2 separate regions of the Triticum aestivum genome follow, and region 2 is linked to region 1. A link is a contact called in public Hi-C data. All regions are on one chromosome and are shown on one strand. The core of a region is the stretch at or near the end of the contact, and the rest is flanking DNA. Distances in the headings are between cores, read along the strand shown. Region 1 holds the start of LOC123155875 (ABC transporter C family member 8). Region 2 has its middle 20 kb from the start of LOC123156670.

Region 1 (7,265 bases), core at 4,378-6,877:
GTGCACAGGACACGATCATTGCGCACGAGGGTGGGGTTATCCTGCTCGTTCGACCAGGTGTAACGACGCCCGTGGAGGTAGATGTCATGCAAGCCATGATCAGAGATGAAGCACCGAAAACGGTTCATGAGGCGGCGGTTGATGCGATCGTTGTTCTTGTCACTAGCAGAGGAGATCATGTTGAAGTCTCCGCCTAATAACCATGGGCTAGAGATAGACTGGAGCAAGTCATGGAGCTCGGCAAGAAAAGAGATCTTGGCATAGTCGCCTTGAGGGCCATACACTCCAATGAGCCACCAATGGTCGCTGCCAGAGATGGCGGTCACCGCTGCGGAGACGTGATGGTCACCCACAATAGGGTTGGTAAGGGAGACACGGTTGCTATGCCAGGCGAGGATAATACCGCCCCGAGTACCGTCAGCGGGTAGCCACAAGAAGTCGTCAAACTCGGCCCCAAGGGCATCACGAACAAGGTACGGCGAGACCCGGGAAAGTTTGGATTCTTGAAGACAGACAATACAAGATGAAACAGAGGTGATTACAGAGCGGACCGCCGAGCGCTTGGCCCCGCAGTTAAGGCCACACACATTCCAAAACACGACTTTAGGGTTGTACTCCATAGGAAAGGATGGGGGCATGGAGGAGGGCGAGTGAGAGCACGCCAATCATACCACGATGGGGCATGGCAGAGCCGGCAGGGGGGCGAGGCCGTCGAGGACCGACTGAGGCACCTCCCAGCCATAGAAGTCCGCAAAAGCCCGAACCACGTCGGAGGCTAGGGGGCGGTCAAAGAGCTTGGTGTACCGGGCCATGATCTCGTCGGTGATCGGCTCATCGTCCTTGAGTAACCCCAGGCAGAGGAGTAGGACTCGCTTCGCCTTTGCCTCAGAGTGAAGGCCTCGATCTCCCCTGGCGATCCGCGTACTCCGGAGAGGAGTGAAGTTGGGAGGCATGGCCGCCCTGCCCCTGCGCGGCGCCGGCGTACTCAGGATGGGGGTGACGTCATTGCTGATTCAGTTTAAGAAGCTCAGGAGAGGGGGGGAGGGGGGACGTCAACAACGTCCACCTGCTGCATGGGTGCAGCCGGATCGGGGCAACATGGCGCAACCAGGGCCGCAGCATCCGGCGATGTGACCTGGCCATGCAGCGCGCAGGGGTCCGCAATGGTAGCAGCAGCAGGGTGGCCCGGGGGGCAGGAGACCGGATCAGGGGCCGGGGCCACCGTATCCTCCTCGGTGGACGCGCAGGGCCGCATTGGGGGCCGGGGAATATTCCACAGCATCCACCAATGGCAGGCAGCCAGTAGACTGGAGGCTGGCGGGGCGCGCAGCAGGGAGGGGGGAGAGGCGGGGTCCACGACAGTGACCGCGGGGGTGGGATCAGGAAGCAGATCCGAGGCGGGGGGATCGGGAGAAGCCACCCCAATCAGACGAGGGCAGGGCGGCGGGGAAGGTTCCCGTGTCCCCTCGAACTGGCCAGAAGTGCCATGCGGCGAGCCTGGGTTGGAGGTGGCGAGAGGCACTGGGCCGAGGGGGCCAGAAGTTTGAACCGGGTCAAAGCGGTCGCCCGACCCCGCCAGGGCCGGGGCAGGGATTGCGTCAAGGGGTGACGGCGGCGCTGGCCCACCGCTTTCCAAAAGGAGGGCGGGGCCAAGGCGCAGGGAGGCAGGGACCCGAGGCGCAGGGGGGCGCATCAGGATGCGGGCAAAGCACGCCCTGCCAGCCGCGGGGGGAGGAGGGCCGACGGCGGTGACCGCGAGCACCGGCGCCAAGGGAGCTGCCCGGAGGGCGCGGGGGTGAGCGCCCCGAGCCACGCCGAGAGTTGCGACCTGGAGGGAACTCATGGCGACGGGGCCATGGCCCTGGCACAGGTGAAGAACCTCGATCAGAACCAGCACCACCGGCGTCCGGACCCGGAGGTGGCGGCGGAGGCGACGAGAGGCGGTAGTCCTGGGTCTCCGTGACGTGGATCGCCACCGGGAAACGGACCAAAGAACAGGCAAAACGCTCGACACGATCGGGGTCGGTGTATGGCATCACAACGTCGTCGCGGGGAGGCAGCAGGAGCTCGGAGGAGCGAGGGATGCCGTCGGGGTTCGCCATCCAGGCAGACAGCCGGAACACAGACAGATCGGCGCCAGAGCGCGTCTCGGGGGCGAGATCCTCGATGAGGCAGAACGGCGAGCCCAACCAACAAACAACATACAATGACATAATAAGTAGAATGGATCATTTGAGTCCTAACTTCTACTACCACACATATACTTATCTTGACCCTAAACGCAATTGTCTAATACTACGACGATACTACACTAAGTTGCTAACATAATGATATTATTTTTCAGCCAAGTTAACAATTCATTCAATTTTCTTTGTTTTTGCGTGTATTCCTCTATGATTCAAGGGGTTTTAAAGTTCCGGTCAATGCCTATTTTTGTTTTCGTGTCTGCTTTGTATTCACTTTGTGTCCTTTTCGATAGTATCTGTTTTCATATTCATTTTCGGGTTTCTGTCTTTGTTTCTGCTTCTACAAAAATATATGAAAATAAATATGGTAGCACTCGGTTCCATCCGTTTCCACTTTGTTTTCATCCTTGCAGGTGAGTGCAATCACACTTACTTGCTTGCATTGAATTGTGAAAGCACCCCGCATACTACCTTGGTCGTTGGTGATCTGCGGGCGTAGGCCTTACTCTTCAATTCTGTCGCTGTATAACTGGCCCCCGGCTCCGGCTCTACCTACGTTATGTACGCAACGTACCTTTCTCCGCTTCCATGGTTCTTCCCCAGCGCAGAGAACGTCATTTCCACGGTAGCTGTTTATATCAATCAATTTGCTTGATTTTGTCTCGAGACATGCAGTACAATGATAGGTGCACAAATGATGCGTAAATGTGTAATGGAGGGGCCGTATGCATCACTGGAAGCAGAGGCTGGGGGTGTTGTCCCTCTTTTATAAAAAGTAAAGAAAATCTTACTCCAAGCATTTGCTCTCTGTCTTACTAAGAGCATCTACACCCCGTCGCCTCAAACCCGCCACGGCCCCATCAGTGACCGATGAAAAAAAAACAATCTAGACAGGCGCTTGAAAAGGGTCTCAAACGTCCGACCTGATCGGCACCCCTGGTATCCAGCCCAAATATGGCCAGATATGGGATGCCCAGGCGCGCCCGCCATGTCGAACCCGACAGGCCTACCCACCGCAATTACACCAAAATTCACCCCCTCGACCTGCCAGATTCATTTGCTTTCTCCTCTCTTCTTCCTCCTCAGCCCGGATGTCTCAGCTCTGCCGCCACCCTTGCTCCGCAGTCGTTCCGAGCCTCAACACCGTCAGGACCGGCACAACAGTCCTCTCTCCCGTGCTCGCCGCCAGCCCGGACGCCACCTCGGTACGTCCGGCGGCTATCGGGCTACCCTTTGTGCTCTATATATGTTCAATATAATGCCTGACCTGTTCTTTTGTGTTTTATTTGTAGGGGAAGCGATGAATTCCGATGCTTCATCGGACGAGGAGGATGGCCCGACGGAGCTTGAGAAAATGATTGAAGCTGAGTTCTTTGATTCGTCGGATTCAGATGAAGAAGTGGGCATGATCATTCTCATGAGCATGCAAGAGGAAATGGAACGGATGGGTGGAGCATATTCTAAACTTCAAGGGTTCGATCAAAGGGAGAAGAGTGATCAATCAGGATAGGATCTCCAGAGCACGGCTACTGCAGAAGGATTATTTTGCTCCAGACCCAACTTTTTCGGATGATCCATTTTTTCATCGCCGTTTTCGCATGTGAAAACTATTGTTTTTGCGCACTGTGGAGGGAATGGGGCACGTGATGACTACTTCAAGCTCACAAGGGATTGTTGCAGCCAACTTTCTTTCTCTGCTAAGCAGAAATGCACGCCTTCTCTGAGGATGCTTGCACTTGGTATTGTCGCAGATGCCGTTGGTGAGATGGTCCGAATGGGGAAGAGCACATGGCTAAAGACTATTGTTAAGTTTGCCCACGTTGTGGTGCAGGTGTTTGGAGCAGAGTATCTGAGAGAACCAAATGTGCAGGACATAGAAAAGTTGTTGGCTATTAGAGAGGCCAGAGGATTTACAGGAATGCTTGGATCAATTGATTGTGTGCATTGAAGAATCGCCCCAAAAGTTTGCGAGGAATATATCAAGGTCGCACCAAAGAGGCCACCATCATACTAAAAGCAGTGGCATGGACTTGGCATGCTTTCTTTGCAATGCCAGGCTCTTGGGTTCAAGAGGATTTATAGTGGGGAATCGTGGCCGTGCAACTACGCTATCAACGACCGTGACTACAATATGGGATACTATCTTGCCGGTGGCATCTATCCTCAGCGGGCGGCATTCGTTAAGACCATATCCGAACCACACAGCAACAAACAAAGCCACTTTGCAACAATGCAGGAAGCAGCTAGGAAGGATGTCAAGAGGGCATTCAAAGTGCTTCAAACTAATTTGGGAATTGTTCATGGAGCTGCAATGATGTGGGCATCATAAACTTTGTGGTAGCTGATAACATATTGTGTTATTTTGCACACTTTACGATTGTCGAGAATGAGGGTCCCAAACCAATGATTTTGAAGCGCCCGGAGAACAATTTCAAATCCCTAAAATCAAGATGCAAATCAGCTTATGAACTTTTTGCAGATGCATTGAAATCTTCGAGATCATCAGGTGCATGCGCAGCTACTTAGTGATCTTGTGGAGCATATGTGGACCCATAATGAAAACCAATAAGCTTGTTTGAAGTGCACTTAAAATAAATTTTATGTAAAACTATGTATTTTTTATACCAATATTTGTTATTTATTACGTGCAACACTGGCAATGTATGATGAACGTGCATGGATTTGAGAGTCCGGATTTGAGGTATGTGGTTTCCGGACACGAGATATGAGGGGTGATCCGGATGTGTTCGCGAACATAGAGGGGGGCGGATTTGCTAAATCCTGGTGGAAATGCTCTAAGAGTGGTGGATCAATTGAGGGTAATTTTGATCATATAGATATACTCCCTCCGTTCCTAAATATTTGTCTTTCTAGAGATTTCAACAAGTGACTACATACAGAACAAAATGAGTGAATCTACTATCTAAATTATGTCTATATACATCTGTATGTGGTAGTACATTTGAAATCTTTCGAAAGACAAATACTTAGGAACAGAGGGAGTGGTAAGTAAAACAAAATAAATAGAAGATATTCTTGGTAGATTTAGTGATCTCACCTCCCGAGCATAAATTTCCTTGATATATCTTTCCTTATTTGCCTTCATGTTTTAATGGCGCTATACATTACTTCCTTATTTTTGCGAAAGTGAAACGTCCATACTAGCCCCACATGATCATGGACAACGTCTTACTCCACAAGAGGTAAAGAGTATAATATTAGTCGTGAAAAATTGACGGCTCACATCGATTTGGTGCCAGACCTCGACCAGTAGCCACGACGGAGTGAATGCGCCTAGCCTGGCCTTGCCATGCCAGCCGTCCGTCGCCACGTCACGCCATACGCAGACTCACCAGCCGCAACCAACCAGTGCCTGTACGAGGAAAACGACAAGGAGACGCCGAGGCCGCCAGCGTGCGACCTGCTCTTCTTCTACCTCCCCACACGAGTTCGGCTCAACAACGCCGCGCCTGAAAGCGACGGCGGACAAATCCGAGTTTTGCAGGGCGTCCTCCGGCCACCACAGTCCGGAGTGGTCTTCTCTTCACTTCTCTTCCGCTATCGATCTCAGACAAATCCTCCGCCTGTCCGTACCCGCGTGCGAATATACGTGAACGCACACGCTGCTGCACTCCGCTAGTGCTGCTATAATATAAACAAGTGGCTTCCTTCCCTCCTCCTCGTCTCCTGCCCAGGAATAGGCGACGCGTCGGCCGCTGCTGCATGCGAGGCGCAGGGACGGCCGATAAGCTGGGCGATCCGGCCATGGCCTCTCTCGGTAAGGAGGAAGACGGGACGAAGCTCCCTTCCTCTTCTTCTTGTAAACCCTTCCGGAGATTCTTGACGCTCCGTGCATTCAGCGTCGCTTAATTAACGCCGTTGCTTTGCTTGGGTTGGAATTTGGGTGCGTGTGTGTGGCAGGTTGGTCGCCCTCGTGGACCTGCGGGCGGGAGGACGGCGGCGGGCTCACCCTCGCGTCGCCGTGCGTGCAGAGGGGTCTGGTCGACTGCGTCAATATCGTGCTCCTCGCCGCCTACGCCTCCGCGCTGCTCGCGGCCTGCGTCAGCGGGCGGTGGGATGGGCGGGCAAGAAGCGGCGGCGCAAGGCGGCGGTGGGGGGTGGCCGCGGTCTCCGCGTGCTGCGTGGCGGTCGCGGCGGCGTACGCCGTCGCCGCGTTCAGGGGCTCCGCGGATGCGGCGGCCACCACGGCCTCCGTCGTCAGGGGGCTGGTGTGGGTGGCCGTGGCGGCCTCGTTGCACGTCCAGCCGACGAGGCCGGCCAGGGCCGTGGCCGTTCTCTGGTGGACGCTCTTCTCGCTGCTCATCACCGCGTACAATGCGGAGGTCCTTGCCATGGGCTATGGGCTCGACGTCGCGGAGGGTGTCGCGTGGGCGGTCAACTTCCTCCTCCTGCTCTGCGCCCTCGGCTCGCTGCTCCGGCGGAGCCGTGGCTGCCAGGACGACGACGGCCTGTCGGAGCCCTTGATTGACAAGGCAGTTCACGACTCGGAACTCTACCGGGCCGGCCTGTTCAGCCAGCTCGCCTTCTCGTGGCTGAACCCACTGCTCCGCCTCGGCCGCTCAAAAGCACTGGACCTCGCCGACATCCCGCTCATCGCCGGCGAGGACTGCGCACAGCAAGCCTCACATAGGTTCTCTGAGGCATGGAGCCGCCACCGGCAGGACAAGGCGCAGAGCGGGAGATCCAACAGGCTCGCCCTCGTCCTGTGCAAGTGCTTCCTCAGGGAGATCATGATCGCCGGCTTCTACGCCTTCATGAGAACGCTGGCCATAGCCGTCGCCCCTATATTGCTCTTTGCGTTCGTACGGTACAGCTACCAAGAAGAGAGGGATCACCGCGTTGGTCTGTCGCTCGTCGGCTGCCTGCTCGTCATCAAGCTCGTCGAGTCGCTGTCCCAGCGCCATTGGTTCTTCGACTCCAGGAGGACCGGGATGCGCATCCGGTCCGCGCTAATGGCGGCCATCTTTCAGAAGCAGCTCAAGCTGTCCAGCCAGGGGAGGAAGAGCCATTCAACCGGGGAGATAGTCAACTACATTGCCGTCGACGCTTACCGGCTCG
Region 2 (6,972 bases), core at 1,722-4,221, 140 kb before region 1:
AGGAAAACATTAGCTAGTGCAATGGAAAAACGTTTGGACGCAAAACTACCAGTTAAAATAATATGGAAAATCAGACTAGCCATCCTCTTCCTTCAATTGTACGCCGCCATCGTGGGATGGAAAACTGCACTGAACCGACATTAAAGAAAAGGTACACCTGCAAACGCCCTTGTCATACGAGGCTTTAAAAACAACAAAAGTGACTCACCGCTTGAAACGAGATCTAGAAATGGCTTGAGGAATATTTGTTTGGGCGTCACCCCCACACAAGCTTCAATTCTTCACCACTTGCTAAGAGGGTCAGAGAAACCGGATCATGCCACCAAAGAAATTGAAAGAAGACACCAAAATCATCGCACCAAGACTCAACTAACCACTTACCTTGACTGACACATCAACTGCGAAAATCCGAAGATAGCCAACAGATCTGACAAGACATATGCTCCTTTTGCTGGCGTCGGACCTGACGTCGTCAAGGTAGGAAGAGGTTAGAGAGATCTTATTCTAGTGCGTCATCGCCATCATTACACGAGACCCTACCAAAACTAAGAAAGCATGGAAAGGACGAGTCTCCACTCCTCTAGCCACCAACGAGATCGCGGGAGGGGAGAGAGGAGAGGAACCAAGGTGGCGGTGGCAAGCCTTCGACAACTACGGTTGGAGGAGACAAAAAGAAAGAAAAAAAAGAAGGCTAAAATTGAAGGACTTGGCACCACATGGACATCAATCGTTTCAATGTGTATTTGCGTACCTGCAAATCCATTTCTTTTACTTGTGGTCGAAAGGAGTGGTAGAGGACATTACAAGCGACATCCCTTGGCTTCTTGGAGAAGCGGCCGGCATGGATACACAACATTTGTCTGTGAACAGATACACAATAAACAGCGCCCTGATGACTCAGGTGCAGATATTTTCTAGCATCAGATCACGATCTGATTTTCGTGGAAAAATAAGGAAGATCAAGATCTGATTTTGACGGGAGAATAAGGAAGATCGCGATCTGTATTCATTCGCATCGGGATCTTAATGCTCAGTGCTGCAAGAGGATAGTTTTTTTTTTGTTATATATGCTGTCAGTCTGTCCTACCCAGTCGAAGACTTCCAGTATTTTGGTTCGTGGTGGGCACACGATGTCTCCACAGATTTCTTCTCACGCTGGTGCTGAACTATGTCGTATCGTGAGATTCTAATATGACTACGTACGAAGCAAATTGAGTGAATCTACACTTTAAGTCATTTTAACTATGTGATACTCCCTTCCCACATATAAGTCTTTTTGACTACATACGCATCAAAGTGAGTGAATCTACACTTTAAAGTATATCATTAGTAGAAAAATGGTCTATTGTCCCGGTTCGTAAGGGTCATTTGTCCCGGTTTTTGAACCGGGACTAAAGTATCGGTACTAATGCCCTAGACCTTTAGTCCCGGTTCTTACACAAACCGGGACAGATGGGCCTCCACGTGGCCGGTGCAGCGAGCCCAGGCAGGAGGCCCTTTGATGCCGGTTGGTGGCACCAACCGGGACTAATAGACATCCACGCGTCAGCATTTCAGGTGCTGAGGTTTTTGTTTTTTTTGAAGAGGGGGGGGTTAGTGGGTTTTGGGGGGTTAATTTAGGTGTTTCATATATTGTGTTAGCTAGCTAATTAATAGAGAGAAGTGTCCTCTCTTATCTCCGTGCTTGGTCGACGCTACGTTCTAAGACTAGACACGCTAGCTAGTAAGCAAATGAAGGAAACAGAAAATCGTCATGAACATATGCATACAGAGAGAAGTGGTATCGACCACCTCTCCTTCTCTGAGAGATTAGTCGAACAACAAGTTCTCGTATATCTATCCGACGCTATTGGCTATATCTTTATCTTTACCTAATAATAAAGCTAGTACAATTTCTGTCGTACGTCGTCGGCATTTTTGCGAAAAGGCCCCTCTATTTCTTTGAAATCAACCCGCAGTCCTAAGATAACGTTTTGTTTTTTTGCAGAAAAAACCCCGCTGTCGCGGCGGGCCTTCGAGAGCGCGGCGGACAGGAAACCGTCGAAGGTGGCCTTGGCCGGCGGGCCGGATCTGGTGATTCCCGACGACGGACGGTCGGCGGTGGTCTCCATGCTGCGGGGTCAGCTCAAAGCTCCTGCAGCGGGCATGGTGGTCTTCATGTTGAAGAAAAGAGAGGGTTGAGCGAGACAGAGGAGAGATAGATAGGGAGAGAGGAGGCAGAGCAACGATGCGGTGCAGCTGCTGCTCACCTAGGCCACGAGTCGGCAGGGCCGCCGGGGCGTGGGTCGGACCGGAGGACCTCGGGCGTCCATGGCGGCCTCACTGTAACAGAGAGCAAGAGAGATAGAGGGAGATGACAGTAACTGGAGAAAAAAAGAAGGGAACATGGAGATGATTGGGAAAAGAAGGCAGTGGGCGACGGGTCCTGGTTGGTGGCTTCGGTCGTCGGCAAAGAAGGAGATCGGGGTCGGGAACGAGGTGGCGCACTGACAGAGAAGAGGATGCGCGACTGACGACGAGTACAGGGGAAGGAAGTAGCAGGCTCCCAAGTCCCATCCCCGCACAGCCCTGCTACTGCGCTGCCTCACCACCGCGCGTCGGCACCTGCCCCGACCTCGCCTCGCCTTGAGTCACCTCCCTGGCTACATAGCTCAGCACGTCACTGTCGGGCTGTTGCCGCCTTCGCCCTGGCCGGACACCTCGCGGAGTCATGGTGGCGAAGGAAGGAGAGGGAGCCTGCCATGGCAGGGATGGGGAGGTGTGGCGGAGGTAGGACGTGGAGGAGGAGAAAGAGGGGAGAAAGAAAAAGGTGAGAGGAGTGGTGGAGAGGCAGCGAAGGAAGGGCCGCCATTATTCCAAGCACGGAGAGAGATGTGAGTCATCTTTGTTTTTTGCATGGTATGGGTGGGATGGATCATCGAGCCCTTTTCCTGCACGGGTTTGGTGACAGCAGCGGTTGCGATGTACTGTTGTTGCATGTGTCTGACTCGTGGCTGTGTGTGTGGTGTGCGTGGCTGGCATGCAGAGGCTCTGTCCAGCCAAACATGGTGTGTGACGTGTAGTACAGTACATAGTAAGAATTATTTATTTGCGGGCTTTCCCATGCGCCATGGTAAAATTTCCATGATTTATTGCGTCAGCCAACTAATTCACTAGCATGATTGTTAGCTTTGTAAGGAAAGATAGATCAACTAAGTACATACATGATTCTCAAAAAAAAGAACTAAGTACATACATACCCCTAAAAACAACTAAGTATATACATGATCGCCCGCGTAATGTTGTTTTGGGCTGACTAACTTGCATGGCTATGGCTATCGAAGAGAAATAATCGGAACCCGCGTATGTATTTTGCTGTGTTCCATCAAGCCACATTAAGGTAGCATCTGGGTACCCTATAGATTTTTACGATTCCATTTTTTTGCTATTCCAATGACCACGCGGGAGTACATGGTGGACGATGGCGGAGATGGTCTGAAAGGACGTCAGCTTATAGCCGAATATGCAGGTCTGACCCATCACCATGGATGATCATCCTTGGTTTTTATGATCAATAATTTGATATTACGATTTACAACTTTTTCGATGCCAAGTCAGATTTCATAAGGAACTCCATTTCCATGCGGTGAAACCCGTGCTATCTTCTCACTACAACATTGCATCACCGAGTATTGGCTTCTCACCACACTTCATCTTGCCGCGTGTGTATCTTTAGCGATGTTGTCCCATTGCTGCTAACTATGTCACCACCATTGTGGCACTGCGCATCCTCTGCAACAAAAGGAAGGAGGAACATCGGATCACATCTTGCCATGTCCTGTCCTGCCTCTGCAACATTTCCATTCACTTTGTACACGACGAGCCTTCCATCTCTCGTGATCTACCGCGACCCGGCTCCTTGACCCGACTAACTCTGATTCATGGCGTTGTGTAAAAAGAGTAGAAGTATGAGGGGAGGTGTATGTGTTGGGTGCAAGGAGTAGCTCGCGAAGGGTGCCCCACGTGTCTAGCTTGCCAAGATTAGTTGTTAAAAAATTGAACATTTGCTTGCGTGGACACAATGACAGGTTTGATATACGTCGGCGAGCTCGTCACCTCAGTATTGACAACAATTGGACGTGTTCTAATAAGATGGACATCATGATCATCGTGCGGGTGGTATGGAGGATAGGCGGCGACACGATGTATTTTTCTCTCCCGTTGCAACGCACGGGCATGTTTGCTAGTATATACAATATAAGTATCTCTTACAATATAATCTCCTAATTAAAAACGAGCTGATCAGGGTCCACATGGTATTATCTGTCTTTAGCGATCACGTGGTCAAGAAAGAATGCCGCCAATTCCTCTTGAATTCCTCGCATACGATCTGGTGGTAGGAGTTCATCCCGCATCCGAAATATCTAATTTGAAGAGGGGGTCAATACATATATATGAATAAATGAAACTGAACACAAATGATGGTAATAAAATAAAATTGTGAATATTATTATTTACGCACTTCATATTGTTTGTCAGAGTAGCCCCGCTCATAGGTCGTGTGGCGGATGGACTCGCAAATGTAGTATCCACAATAACCATTCCCTTGTTCCTGCCACAACCACTTTACAAGAAATAGAGGTCAATCAAACTGATAATTAGCAAGCATGCTAAATGGTATTGATGAAACTAGCGCTTGAATCACTAGGAGATGCGTGGAACATGCTACTATGGTACTTACTTTCGGGTGTCTAAATTGTAGCTTCTTCGGCAGTCCCGGAGTTTTTGAGGTGAATTTTTTCCAAACCCTGCCAGACAAAGAAAACAATTACTTGATATCAGAAAATGAACAAAGTTGCCGATATGGTGCGATAATGATTGATTTAACTTACTTCTCTAGAATTTCAGTCATGTCCGCATACTTCTTGGGATCTTTTCGTCTCGAGTCTAAGACGGTTACTAGTCCCTGCTCAAGCTTAATCTCTAGGAGAATATAGTGGAAGCTGCGCACGCATGCATAACTCATCAATTACATTACTATAACCTCGACTAATAAGGGAAACCGAATATGCACAAGACAGTAACACTCACTGAAATTCGTAAGGGAAGAGTATTATAGCTTTGTTTTGATTTAATACAAACGATTGTAGCAGCTTGGCCTCGGTATCTTTGGCCTGAAATTCAACTATATATGCATCTATGAGATTTGTGTTAATGAACCCAATATCATCGGTTTGTCTTTTATTCAATTCGGCGATCTTCAATCTGCATAATATAGTGAGGATAATTAAAAATACATGCAATGAAAGAGCTGACCTATATATAGAGACTTAATGACAGAAGTAGTACTACTTACAGGCAGTAGCAAGTGATCATTAATTTATCGAGGGTCTTTAGATTGAAAAACGCGAAGAACTCCTCAAATGGAACATTCAACAGTTCAATTCCAACGAGGTCATGCTCCTCTCTAACTCTCAGCATCAAAATATTCCTCAAATGAAGATCATCAAGCTCCACAAAATCCATTTCATGGCAATGGTTTACAAGATCGCCTTCGGGAACATGACCGACATCGTTGCCAAGCTAATGATCCTATGGAATAAGAGCAAGCTCCACGACGCCAACATCACCAGGATAACCAAGATGGCGATGCCCTACAACAAGAGTAACAACGCCACGAGAAATAAGCCCTTGAAGCCCAATGTGCTCTACGTGAAGTAACTCACAACACACGAGAGTGCAAACGGCAAGTACGTCTACAAGAAGAGGTCCTCAGACAAGAGCGACAAGAAGAAGCCACACGCCTTGAGGAGCGCCAAGAGATGAGGAACCGTGCAAGAATTCCACGCCCACAACGTCAAGCTAATCAAGAGGAGCACGAGGAACAAGTGGTTCAAGACCCTCCACCACGGCAAGAGTGCCATCACCATCGCCCCCAACGCATTGAAGAGCAATGCACAACAAGCTCAAGTTCAACATGCCAAAGTTTTCCGAAAGCAATGATCCCGAAGACTACCTTTCATGGGCATTGAAGGTCAACAAAATATTTCTTCTACACAATTACGAAGAGGATAAAAGTATCACCATGGCCTCACTTGAGTTCCAAGACTATGTTCTCATTTGGTGGGAACAAGTCATTGAGCGACGCGAAGCAAAAGGTGATCCACCCATCACAACATGAATCAAATGAGGGAGGTCATGAGAGCATGCTTTGTGCCTACATACTATAGTCGCAACCTCTTCAAGATAATGCAACTTCTCAAGCAAGGCACCAAGTCCATTGAAGAGTATTACAAAGAAATGGAGATTTCCATTATTCAAGACAATGTCACAAAAGATGAGGAGCAAACTATGGCACGTTTCTTGAATGGACTCAACCATCCTATCAAGAAAATTGCAGATTTTCAGCCGTACTCCAACCTCCTTGCGCTACTGCACCAAGCTACTAAGCCGGAGCGACAAGTGTAAGAAGACTTCAAGTACGCCAAGTATTCTTCCAAGACCTATGGTTCATACACTCAAGCTTCAATGACTACGACACCTTCTACCTCAACGAAGCCTTCAACAAGCAACGACGACCAGTCAAGTTATAAGAAAACTTCAACATCCTCGACACCTTCAAGTCATCCTTCTACTACAAGAACCTTCAAGCAAAAGGCTTCGTCATCAACCACTCCAACCGATGAGGCCGTCAAGATGACTTCCGTCAAATGCTTCACATGTCAAGACCGAGGCCACAACACATTTTAGTGCCCCACTCGGCGCACCATGATCGCCAACAATGACGACACCTATGACTCTATGAGTGAAAAAGAAATGGAAGTGCTTGAGCACGTGGCCATGCACCGGCAAGTAAATGAAGATGAAGACGATCTAATCTTTCCTGACAATGATGCGGGCCCCGCTCTAGTTGTCTCCAAGGTCTTGACACTTCAACATCAACAAGATGAAGACCAACGATGCCATTCTTCCATACCAAAGCGAGCATCAATG

Evidence for each region. A called contact is a pair of places that touch in the nucleus more often than the background predicts.
Region 2: a Hi-C map of leaf shows a contact between it and region 1, with 6 times the contacts expected there. The contact joins the enhancer-like site here to the promoter of LOC123155875 in region 1. A contact is called at or near these places in 5 of 5 Hi-C or Micro-C datasets (leaf, root and an unstated tissue).

What each region holds. Positions count from the first base shown.
Region 1 is chr7B:499,309,099-499,316,363 of IWGSC CS RefSeq v2.1, reverse strand. LOC123155875 (ABC transporter C family member 8) reads left to right here and starts at 5,627. Exons shown (of 13, transcript XR_006477661.1): 1 at 5,627-5,964; 2 at 6,108-7,265.
Region 2 is chr7B:499,445,135-499,452,106 of IWGSC CS RefSeq v2.1, reverse strand. No RefSeq gene overlaps it. Among protein-coding and RNA genes, the nearest start is that of LOC123156670, 20 kb to the left of the region's middle. Within about 2 kb of position 2,971, at least 4 of the 8 cell types and tissues checked have an H3K27ac peak or open chromatin away from gene starts, as enhancers often do. A contact at or near this core is called in leaf, where this site is marked.